2 separate regions of the Zea mays genome follow, and region 1 is linked to region 2. A link is a contact called in public Hi-C data. All regions are on one chromosome and are shown on one strand. The core of a region is the stretch at or near the end of the contact, and the rest is flanking DNA. Distances in the headings are between cores, read along the strand shown. Region 1 holds the start of LOC100382230 (Cupredoxin superfamily protein). Region 2 holds the start of LOC100381660 (F-box protein FBX14).

The links. Hi-C and Micro-C count contacts between places; a contact is called where the count stands out from the background.
Region 1: a Hi-C map of leaf shows a contact between it and region 2, with 4 times the contacts expected there. The contact joins the promoter of LOC100382230 here to the promoter of LOC100381660 in region 2. A contact is called at or near these places in 3 of 25 Hi-C or Micro-C datasets (all in leaf).

The regions. Positions count from the first base shown.
Region 1 is chr4:184,737,272-184,743,665 of Zm-B73-REFERENCE-NAM-5.0, forward strand. It overlaps LOC100382230 (Cupredoxin superfamily protein), which reads right to left and starts at 2,604. Exons shown (of 2, transcript NM_001174985.1): 1 at 2,300-2,604; 2 at 1,515-2,161. The coding sequence starts at 2,477. The coding sequence ends at 1,722.
Region 2 is chr4:184,608,974-184,615,015 of Zm-B73-REFERENCE-NAM-5.0, forward strand. It overlaps LOC100381660 (F-box protein FBX14), which reads right to left and starts at 1,735. Exons shown (of 3, transcript NM_001318232.1): 1 at 899-1,735; 2 at 1-285. The coding sequence starts at 1,626.

The sequences.
Region 1 (6,394 bases), core at 1,354-3,853, 130 kb after region 2:
GCGACCTGGCTGTGGAGTACGGCAGTTCCGTGCTTACTCCGATGTGGCGCTGTCCAGTTGTCGTCGTCGCATGCACTCATCAGCACATGGACGCTCGACGCTTCCTCGTCGGCCGAGACGCGGACGGGGTTGTGGCGGTGCGACCTGATTTGGCACCGGCACCGCCTGGGATTCTCGTAGTACGCCGTTGTAAACTCGCCGTCAGAACCTACTCAAGCTGTGGAAGTCAAGCTGTTTCCACGGGACACTCGCCATAATTCGCCAGACTCGCACCGCCGTGCAGTATGGTTTCATGTTCAGATAGGGCTTTCAACACAACACGGAGGCACCGGCAAGGCAAGCAGTCAGATTCTCCCTACTGTTCTACACCTGTACGTGCAGGTGCAACCACCTAAAACCTGAGAGCAGAGGCATTTCATCGTACGTAGAGTAGGCTGGTAGGTCCGATTCTCTGGACAGGGATTGAGAAGAAGACACCAATGCCTCTGAGATGGAGACATATCCATCGATGTGTTCGCCGATCAAACAAGAGATGAACATGACAGTAGGCACCACCAAAACTTCAGTTCCTACTTACGTATTTGATTCCAGAGACTAAAAGTGTTTAGGAGTTAGAACTCATCAAATGACTCATAAGTGTTTAGGAGTTAACTAGAACAAGAGTTTGGGTTTAGAGTTCAGAGGCCTCTTGTGATCTTGTCCCCGTGGACTTAACGGAACAACGGGTGACTGAGCTGTGAGCTAGAGGCCTAGAGTCAGGCACCAAGGCAAAGCACTTGCCATTTGGTGTCGTCAGCGATGTGTCAATTTTAGTGGAAGGCGAGTGATGCTGGCTGGGTACGAACAAAATGGCTACAGGATTTAGCCGGTCTCTTATCGTCCAACTCATCACATCCTTTGCTATTAGTTGCAGGATAATTCAGCTAGCTGAAGGAACAAAAAAAAAAGACTATGGCCCAAGGCAACTAACACCAGAGGCCGAGCAAAAAACACCAGTTTCTCTAGAAATTATGTCTCGTAGAACATTTTATTTTTCTATTTAAAACATTTGTTTTCTCATGTAACTTTTTTTCTAGTAGAAATATAGTTGCTTCCAGTCAAGAATAATACACCACCGTGAAGGGGCAATTAAAGTTGTTATACTTGATTTAGTTGAAGATAAGTGGATTGTACGGCTGAACTTATTTTCAACGTTGTAAACTTATTTGCAGACGACCAGACGGCGTTACGCAGACGACCGCCTGACGGAAGCCGCTGTCCCAGACGTCAATGCGCAGACGGCCGCTTAACGGAAGCCGCTGTCCCAGACGTCACTGCGCAGACGCCCGCCTAACGGAAGCTCCCGGTGTCGGAGTCATCAGCTTCAGCTCGGCTCGATTACACGGCTCAGCCGCGCCCGCGAATGCCACGAAACCTGCTAATATGACATGGGCCTTCATAGGCCTAATTTATGTGCAGATGGGCTAAATTAATCTCACACGTGGGCTTCCCTCTGCCTAATTTACTGCCTGTTTGGTTTGCACATGCGGGGCAATTCGACTGGTTCAAGGAAAGTGATTTGCACGGTTTGGTTGCACGGCGATTTAGAGTGGAGTCGAGACACCAGTCACCAGCTTGGCAAGTATACTATACCCCAGCTAGCTCGATCCGGACCAAAGAACAAACACATACGTTACACTGTTACATACCCTGGTCGACCACGGTCCATGGCCGCCCTTTGCCTAGAGCAGCGCTAGCCGGACGCCCACACACCAAACCAGACTAAATCCAGCCAACGCCGCCGACCCAAGGCCGGCCGCGCTGGGGTATGACGTGAACGGAGTCATGCCCGGGGTCGCCGTGGTGCCGCCGCCGCCAGAGCACGTCGGCGTCGTGTACGGCGTGGTGGTGGCCGGCGTCGTGTACGGCGTGGTAGGGGTCGGGGACGACGTCCGCGGCGTGGCAGCAGGGGAGTTGGAGCCGCCGACGGTCACCGCCAGCTTCATCCCGGCGCCGCAGTGCCCCGTGATGCTGCACACGAAGTAGTGGGTGCCTGGCGTCCTGAGGGCCACGGTGGTCGCGCCGCTGCTGTCGGAGCCCAGCGGGTTGGCGGCCGTGCACGCCATGTACTCGGCCGCGCTCACCTCCACCACCGTGTGCAGCCCTTTCGCGTAGTTGAACACTGCGACCCACATATCGGACAAACAAATTAAACTCGATCGCGTGAGCCAAAGGACGAAACCAGAACGCGTGCGTGACGACATGTGCCTGCGTATGCATGCACATGCATGAAGCAAGACGACAGCACGCATATACGTACCGAGATTGTCCCCGACTTTGAAGTTTTTGGAGGCGGCCCAAGATGTGTAGTCGACGCCGGTTGTCCAGCCGGACCCGTCGCCGACGGTGTAGCTTGTGGCGGCTGCCGTGGAGGAGAAGCAGGCCACGAGCAGCAGCACTACTGCGAGCGGCAACCGAGAACCCCAGGAAGAAGCCATTGATCGAGCTGTTGCGATCAAGCGTTTCCCAAGAAAGCAGCTTTAGCTTGAATGGTGTCGATCGCTTCCACTGACGCGGAGACGCGGGGGAAATACGGCCCTATATAACCGCAACGCGGGGTTGGTATGGTGGGCAATAGGCTTCCACCGGCTGCGTGGGAAAGAATATATCGATCCGCTTTACCTATGACTCTATGAGGAAATGAAACGCTTTCGACGAATAGGAGCGGCGATTAATTGTTCATGCTAGCTAGTTCGGATCGGGGGCTCTATCTGTCTGTTCATGCCACCAACAACCAATGATACAAGGTTTCGAGAACGAAGTTTCGACAACAACAAGTTTTCCATCATAACAAACAGGACTTTTATGTAGCATTGATGGATCTCCTGTCGCCTGTTCATCAGCGTTCAGGGAGACCATAGATTTTGTCGTCATATGATCTCATCGTCGTCGTCGCATCCATTTCCCTGCCACCAGCAGCTTAACTGATCAACCCCTTGAGTAAATCTTACTCCACACTAAGCTATGCAGTGTCTTTTTCGCCTACACAGATTATTCTCTCGCAAAACTAGTCCCAAACATTCGATCTCGAACGGGTGGCTCTGATGAAACTCCACATATTTTATTTACAGATTCGCGGACGACCAAGGGAGATATGCATCGGAAACGCACCCATGCATTATCGCTTTGCGTCGGTCCATGCATTTGGTTTTTTAGGTGCCATATCTTTTCATATGATATATAGTGTAGGCCAAAGTGAGGTGAATCTGATTGTGTCCGGTGCTGGCGGGGTGGCATCTGATTTCTCTTCTTCACATGGAGATCGGTTGGGTTAAGCTACCTAATCTTTTGACAATGACTTCACACTTGTATGTCGATCGCTCAAGGTGCATGCTTTCCATGTTCATGTATGCCGAGGACATGAGAAGACCCTTGAAATAAAACTTAATCTAACGCATGATCATAACCTATACATAATGCCGAAGTTCTTGATGTCAGGCCAGAGTTGTGTGCAGCCATAGCAGCCTCTGGTGATGATGCAATATTCGTAGGTGTAGCAGATGACTTCAATAATTTACCACCGGAGGACGAGTTGATGCAATATCCTCTGCGGGTGAAGAACGAGTTGTCGGGTAGCGGTGACCTTCTGGTTCTGGACGCTACCGGCACTCACCTGGACGGGGACGGATCTTCCTAAACCTTCCAACATCTTAGACTATGTTTGAATACTCGGCGTATAAATTACAATTTACATTCTAATCCCCCTCAACCTATATGTATACTATAACATCCAAAGGTGTAAAGTAATGAAGAGTATTGAGCATAATCCCTCATTATTGAGGGATTCTAGTCCTCTACTCCTCTCAATCATCTTCTCCCAAACAAGCACTAGGAGCAAGTGTAATGGAGAGGATTGAGAGGGTCATTTTAAATAGTAAGGGCTTGTTCGGATTAAGATGGATCGAAGGAATTAAACCTTCTCCTACTTAAATTTGTATATATAGGTCCAATGCCCATCAATCCATTTCTAACCGAACAAGTCCTAATACTGGCCGCGCAGTGAGGCGCTTCAAACCGAACGCTACCAGATATACTTATTAGGAGTTATTTATATGGCCCTATTACCCATAATTATATACTCTCCACTAAGCCCATGCTTAATGGATGTTGTATAGAAAGGTTATATGGTAAGCCTTTAGTAAGTTGCTATATAAACATCAACTTAGTACCTATGTCCTCAAATTTAATAGTATGATTCTGAGTTCTATCCTTCACAACATAATACTTGAGGTCTAAATGTTTTGACCCCTTAGTTAATTTTTCGTTACCAGAAAATAGTATCACAATTCACAACCTAATATCCTAAAAGTAAGTGGTTTTGAAATGGTGTCTACAAATTTAAGGCCCACCACAAAATTTTTAAGCCAAATAGCCTAGCTTGTTGTGTTGTAACAAGCAATAATTTCAGCTTGCATCATCATCATCGACGATTTTTATGCAAATGACTCTCCAAATGATAATTTAGAGAGTAAAATTTAGAAGAAAAAAATCTTAGAGATGCTATAAGATATAAAAAAACTGATCAAACATTTTATAAAATTGATTAGCTTTATAGAAATTATTACTAACATATGTACGTCCAAATAAGTTTGTTAAAAAAAGTATATCTACCGATTCATCCAATGGTACTAATTACTACCTCCGTCCTACAATATTTGTCGTCCGCTAGTTTATTTTTGAACTAGAACGCGATAAATAAAAAACGGAGGGAGTAAGAATGTGATATCCTGACCCCTAGGTGATGATGTCCTGATCCAAGGCTTAATATAATTAATAGAGTATCCATACTAATATGGTGTATCTTCTTTTTCGGAAGTTTAGTTCGAAAGAACCTCTAAGTTAAGCGTGATTGACTTCGAGCAATTTGGAATGGATGACCGACCGGGAAGTTTTTCTCGGGTGCGCATTTGAAGGACAAATTATGGTATATGATCCTAGAGAGCTGGCAGGACTAAGTACCACCCGTCCAGTGATTGGACAGAATGTTACAAAGAATCAAAATTATTAATATATTTTTACATATATTTAGCTAAAACTAAAAACATTTGACTTCTCGTCAGCCGAGAATGAAACCCTTTACGAGAGGGAGGGAGTTATGCCAATAAAATGCTGTAAGCTGTTTGGTTAATGGACATGACCCTACCTTATCTCTTTTAAAACAGTTGTCAAACATCAATCTATTTTTATCATATAGAAGAGTATGTTGAAAGCAAGATTTAAGGTACTGTAAAAATATATACCATGCCAAAGTAGATACTTCGAAAAACCAGCTTGAGATTCTAACTCTTCGATTGAGTGACGTTATATTATTTACAACAAAAACACTTTGTAGAAGGTAAACTTAACTCATCGTTCATGATTGACCATTCTACACACTACATCCGTGCCGGTCTAAAGCAGCAATGCTATGATAAGTGCATACCGTTGTTTTGGCTTCTTCCCTGCTTTGTAGCGTAAAGCATACCTCGCGAATACTCCACTTTGCTCCATGAAGAGCGGCGCTCGATTTTTCAAAGTCACTGCGATCCCTTTCTGGTTTTATGGATAAAGGAAGGCACCGAAGTCCAGTTTCGAGGGCTCTGCCAGCAAGCAACCTAAATACCTAATCCAGGTAAATTGCAAGCGTATTGGCCTAGTGGTGTGCTGCTCTGGTCAGACTAAGGGCCTGTTTGACACGGCTCCGTCTCCTCTAAAATGACTCCGACTCTGGTTTCTCTTAAGAACATCATTTCTATAGGATCAAGTGTTTTTTAACAAAACGGCTTCTCTTAACGTTAACGCGAGAGGAGCCGTTGGGAGCTATTTTTTGGCTCCGGTTTCTTTCTATAAAAATAGCTTCACCCTCAGTGCTCTTTGTTGAGGGTTATTTTTTTAAACCGTTTGGAAGGGCTCCTCGAAGAGTCAGAGCCGGAGCTAATTTGAGAGCCCTCCCAGACGCCCTAATCAAAACAACTCTGCTCATCGAGGTATGAACTGAGCGCCATTCACTGCTTTTGCTTTGGTCACTGCAAACTCTGGTCGTATTAGCCGGTGGGCTCCAGCGCGGGGCAGCCCAACAGGCTCTCTATCACAGTAATATCCCGCATGCGCCGCCCCACGAGTAGGCATGGCAACGGGGAATTCCCCGTCGGGTTTTAGCTCCCTATCTTCGTCCCCGCGACGAAAAATTTTCCCCGCGGGGATCCCCATGAACGTTTACGGGGGACATTTCTTCCCCATCCCCGTTACCCGCGGGGATAAATCCCCATCGGGGATCCCCGTACCCGCTTAAATTATAATTAGATCATACTTCATTTTTTATTAATGTAAAACATTGTCACTTATACATATTGTTAGATGTAAAAATTATTATGTG
Region 2 (6,042 bases), core at 485-2,984:
TCAGATCGGAATGCACCAGTTCCAAAGTGCGTAAGCTGGGGTGCTCTTGCCATGAGACGACGCAGCTGCTCTACTGAAACATGGTGGTTCACACGCAGCCGTCGCAAAGCCGGTGAGCGTGCAACAAGTGCCTCCAGGGCCTCAAAGTTGAACGGGCAGCTGACACAATCGAAGACAAGCGACTCCAGAGAGGTGTTGGACTCTGGGAACTTGGAGATCCAATCCACCAGCTCCTCATCGTCGTCCTCTACGTAATCTTCGATCAGATCCAGCACACGAAGATGCCTACAAAACCAAAAACACCAACCGTGAGCATGAGATACCAGTATTACACTTAAATGCTGCTATTAGTGCTCCTATATTCCCCGATAAGGAAGAGCGTGCAACTGGAAGTGCCCCAAACCCTGAGTGTAACCAATTAATTAACGAGACTGTTCTGCCAAGGACCTAAACGGGGTAATAGGATCAAAGTTTGGCAGTAGAACTTCGCGGACTTCCCATGGCAAGAATCGGCTGTGACAGTAGCAGGTGTCACTATCTGATGATTAGAAAGTCGAGCACAATAAATAATCGATTTACTGGTAATTTTCAAAACACGACGTGTAGCGATCAGAAAGAAACCAACCAATACGACCATAAAAGGTCGGCGAGATCAGATTCTGATCCATGGCACGGCCGGACCAATTATACTGAAAAGCGTAAAAAGGCTAGGCGCGCACATTAAATAAGGCGGAATTGCGTGGTGCAGCTAGGATTGAACAAAATGCACAGTACGATACCCTCCGAAAGTAAGGAAAGCAGGTAAAATACTCCTCTTCCTCTGGATACCGCAGGGCCGCTTAGATTCACAGCCCGTGTGCAGCGAAGCATAGAAAAGGTGAGTGGTAGGGCGACATACCGGCAGCGCTCGGCGATGACGGCGAGACCGAGCGTGCTGAAGCCATCGCAGCACACGAGCGAGAGGTCCCTGAGGAAGGGGAAGGAGCTGGCGACGAGCGCGAGGTCGTCGTCGGATACGGCCATCCGCTTGAGGCAGATGCGCTGGAGCCGCGGGTAGGCGGGGCCGAGCGCGGCCACCCAGGGGGAGACGTAGGCGCCCCAGCCGTAGGGCACGAGGCTGAAGTCCGCGAAGCGGGGCTTGCCCTTGAGCACGACGGCGCGCAGGCCGCCGAAGCGCTCGACGGCGCGGCGCGGCGAGACGGCGTAGCAGTTGCCGATGAAGAGCTCGCGGCGCGTCTGCGCCTCGGCGCGGTACCAGGAGCGGCAGACGAGCGAGGCGGCGTTGCGGTCCCGCGCGGCGGTGAGGAACTCGAGCACGGTCTCGAGCACGTTCTCCAGCACCTGGTCCGGCGGAGCCCACCTCCCGCCGCCGCCGCCGCCGCCGTTGCCGCCCCGCAGATCCGGCTCCCACCGGTCCCCGCCCCCTCCGCCGGGGTCGTCCTCCGACATCTGCGACGGCGGCGAGTCGGAGTCGTCCTCCGCCGCGTCCCGCATACCGGACGCGGAGGAGGAGGAGGGCGAGGCGGAGGACGCCGTGGGTGCTAGGGTTAGGGATTGGGGGATCTGGGGAGGGGAGGCGCGGTGTGGTGGGACGGAGGAGGTGGAGGACGAGTGGGGAGTGCTCATGTGAGACTGGAAAAAAAAAGGATTAAATAATGATTAGATCTGATCGAGGGAGCGCGACGAGCGGGCGAGCTAGCAAGGTGGACTAGCACTGCTCGGAGGACTGCCTGGGACGCAGCGCAGCGATCGAAAGAAAGCCCACTCCTTTTTATATTCTCTCGCTCTCGCGGTCTCTCCCTCCTCACCGTTTGGCTGCTTTCGGTTTGGACTATCCTCTCCTCGCTGGAGGAGAGAAACGAACGGTGATCAGACCGGGCGCAAACGGCGGCCGGCGACGCCCGAGGAAGGAACAGGACGATATGCCATTACGCACGCTACGCAGGGGGGAGAGACGAAGACGCCTGGTGCATGGGCTTGTTCCTTTCTTCTCTGGGTCAGAGACTCGTAGGAGAGCGAGTACTCTTGCCACTTATTACGCGCATCCCGCCGTTGCGAGCATACAGTATGGCACGGTTTATTAGATTTAGCTCGCGCGTTAACCAGGCCCATTTCACCCGAAGGCGGTTTTCACCCCTCCGGCTTTATGATTTGTTGGTTCTTGGAAGGCTGGAAGCGCTCCTCCACGTGAGGCTAGTTCAGAATTTTCAGAGCGCCAGACACGCTCTATCCTAAAGAAATACAATTATCATTTTCTAAAGAATCGAATAATTCAATTTTTTAAATCTATAAAAAGGTATCAACAGCTAATATGTTATTAAGTAAATATGATTAGCCTAAAAATTGTGTTTCAATCTAAATAAGTATACAAATATTGATACTCGCTCTATCCCAAATATTAGTCGTTTTAGCCTTTAATTTTATGTCTATGTTCAAATTAATGATAATAAATCTCTCTCTATATAGTAATGTCTATACAGCCAGTTAAGTTTTAAAAAGATTAACATACTCTGACCAAAAAATATATATATATATATATATATACACGTTTCTTACCCCAGGAAAGGTATCCAAAACCGGGTCTCGAGTCTTGACAGGCGAGGGCGTTGTTGCAGAGCATGCATGGCTTCTTCTCCTACCGTGCAACGCGACACTGCTCTGTGTGCTTATTGCTTAATCATGCGGAGTATCCGGACCCCGGGCCCGGGCCCCGGCCACCCACAGACCCACTGTTCAGCCACACCGCGAGCTCTAGGCCTCTAGCTCGCTTTATGACTCCTGTCCTGACGTCCTGTGCGAGGATTGGCTGGCCGGGAGGAGCGCCATGGGCCATGGCACCGGCGAATGTGTACGTGTCCGATACACAACACAGGTCAGGTCACGCCAAACGCCGGGCGTGTGCACTCTGCCGTGCGGAGTAGTAATCTGCACCGCGCTTCGGGCCTTCGGCTACTCTGCAGTGCACAAAGGGAAGCAGTGCAGTCTGCAGTGGCCATATTTGTTCGACTTCCGCGCGAGTCTAAGGTTCGTAGCTCATCTTTGAAATCACATCTTAGAATCCATTATTTTTAGCCAAACAGTTTCTAGATCTTGCATTACTAGATTTTTGTGCAGAATCTCACAAATCTCTTGGTGTGGGTTGATGACGGGAATTTGTAATCTAGCTCCTTGAGAATCATTTTTCGGCCGCATACAGTAAAAAGAGACGCCGGGCTTTTCACGGCCGGGCAAGGCAAGCGGGAAGAGATCACTGGCCGTGGCAGGCAGAAATATCAAATATCTTTCCCGTCAGAGGAGCCAGCCATATTTTACTCTACCTCGGGACTCATGAAAACCCTGGAACGATCCCCGAAGCGCGCTCTACCGGGGCCCTGCCACGAGGTCTCGGTTTCAGAGAATTTCACCTGCGCTCACTGTCTGATGGCATCCGATGATCCAATCCAAAGCTCTCAATTCCAGGGTGTCTGTGTCTGTGTCTTGGCATGGTGCGTTCCAGGTTCTTCATCCAGTTGGAGGTTGGAGCAAAGGGTACACAGGTACGTATGACCGTCCTAGATCTAATTAGCTCACATGCTCACAGCCTACCAGCTATTTGGTTAAGCACCTGAAGGACCGGAGAGAGAGAGGGAGGACAAAACCAACGCCGGTCATACGCCTTTGGCGGCTTCGCCCGGTACCCCGATATGTTTGTTCATAAATCGTGTGATTGGATACATGTATCTGTATAGGCGGGCTCCCTTGAGCCTGACCCAGCGGATACACAACTTTGTCCCGTATCCACGCATGCAACCGTAAATACGCCAGTTGCACATGTGCATGCAGGCTGAACCAACTGCATGCAGGTAACCGAACGTATGCACAGAGCAAGTCAACGCATGGGAGGAGCCCTGCTACGGCACGCAACCAATCACATAGAAATAGCCAGTAGCCGTCACCTGCAAGTACGGAAGTGCCAACCTGAACTTTACTTGAACTTGATAAAAGCAAAACACGCGGTTCCACTACCAAACTATGATGTGCATCTAGAGTTTAATCGGCTCTGCTCTACGTTCTTTTAGCCATACTTTTCAGCTCTGCTCTACGTTTTTTTAGCCAGATAGATATAGTTGCACAAACTCTGCTTCAGAAAAAAGGGTAAAGTTGTAAGATCATCTAAAGGGTGCTCCAAAAACTCTAGGTCGTTTTTATAAAACTGCTCAGCCGATGGAGTTTGCAGATCAAAGTTCATAAAGCAGTTCCAAACAGGCGTAAGGCTGCAGTTAATACTTCTTGCACCGTTGGACCACCATGCACAAATGAAAACATGCTTAGAATAAACATTACTCTTGCTTAGCATAAGCAGACTGAAAAGCCAAGGATCCACTTGATAAAAGCTCAGATATAACGAATGCATGAAATCGCAGTCCGAAGTCTGAACTAGCAGAAATGGTACCTAGCACCTCCAGCTCCAGACCTTATTGTTGCAAAAATAAATAACTATCGGCACAACAATTATCTAGTTCAACTATTTGTTGCCCTGAATCATCAGAACTGGAATTCGTTCCACTTCCCTCCTGCTTAGATCCCAGATGGGGATAACAAGTAAAGCTCTTACATAAATGGCCACCAGGTAGCTTGCCTACACAAGGCATTCCAAGCCATTCGTGTCCGTTGCTCCATGATAGTTCCGTTTGTGATGTTAGCTCTAAAAAGGGAGTAGAAATGCTCGGTTGCTTACTTACCTTTCAGCATCCATTAGGTCACCTGGCTACTAGCGATTATTCAAATAGACACGTCTTTAAAACACCATGTCCTGAAGAAACCAACTAATAAGCCTATTTGTCGGCGTTTTGAGACCGGGGGTCCCTGGACCGACGAGTGAATTGTCGCCGCGTGCCCCTGCCCAGATGGGTCGGCGCGAGACGGAGCGCGAAGGGGGGAGGCAGCTGGAGGGAGACGGGCGTGAGAGGTGGAAATCCTGCGGCCTTCGTGTTTGTCCCGCGCCCAGGTCGGGTGCGCTTGCAGTAGGGGGTTACAAGCGTCCACGCGGGAGGGGGCGAGCGGCCTCACGCGAGCGCCGCCCCGTCCTTCCCCGCGCGGCCAACCCTCTGTAAGAGGGCCCTGGTCCTTCCTTTTATAGGCGCAAGGAGAGGATCCAGGTGTACAATGGGGGGTGTAGCAGTGTGCTAACGTGTCTAGCGGAGGAGAGCTAGCGCCCTAAGTACATGCCATCGTGGCAGCCGGAGAGGTTTTGACACCCGGTTCGTGTGGTGTCATGGCCGTCGGAGGAGCGCCGGAGCCTGGCGGAAGGACAATTGTCGGGGCTGTCGAGTCGTTGCTGACGTCCTCTTGCTTCCGTAAGGGGCCTGAGAGCCGCCGTCGTCATAGAGCGTGCGGGGCGCCATCATTACTTGTCTGGCGGAGCGAGCCAGATGGGACGTCGGTCTTGTTCCCCGTAGCCTGAGTCAGCTTGGGGTAGGGTAATGATGGCGCCTCCTGTTGACGTGGTCGGTCCGTGCCCTAGGTTGGGCGATGTGGAGGCTCCTCCGAGGTCGAGGTCGTGTCTGTCTTCCGAGGCCGAGGTCGAGTCCGAGCCCCTGGGTCGGGCGAGGCGAAGACCGTCGGCTGAGGCCAGGGCTGAGTCCGAGCCCTGGGGTCGGGCGAAGCGGAGTTCGTCGTCTTCCGGGGCTGAGCCCGAGTCCGAGCCCTGGGTCGGGCGGAGCGGAGTTCATCGTCTTCCGGGGCTGAGCCCGAGTCCGAGCCCTGGGTCGGCCGGAGCGGAGTTCGTCGTCTTCCGGGGCTGAGCCCGAGTCCGAGCCCTGGGGTTGGGCGGAGCGGAGTTCGTCGTCTTCAGGGGCTGAGCCCGAGTCCGAGCCCTGGGGTCGGGCGAAGCGGAGTTCGTCGTCTTCAGGGGCTGAGCCCGAGTCCGAGCCCTGGGGTCGGGCGAAGCGGAGTTCGTCGTCTTCTGGGGCTGAGCCCGAGTCCGAGCCCTGGGGTCGGGCGAAGCGAAGTTTCCTATGGCGCCTGAGGCCGGGCCTGGCTGCTTGTCAGCCTGACTCTGTC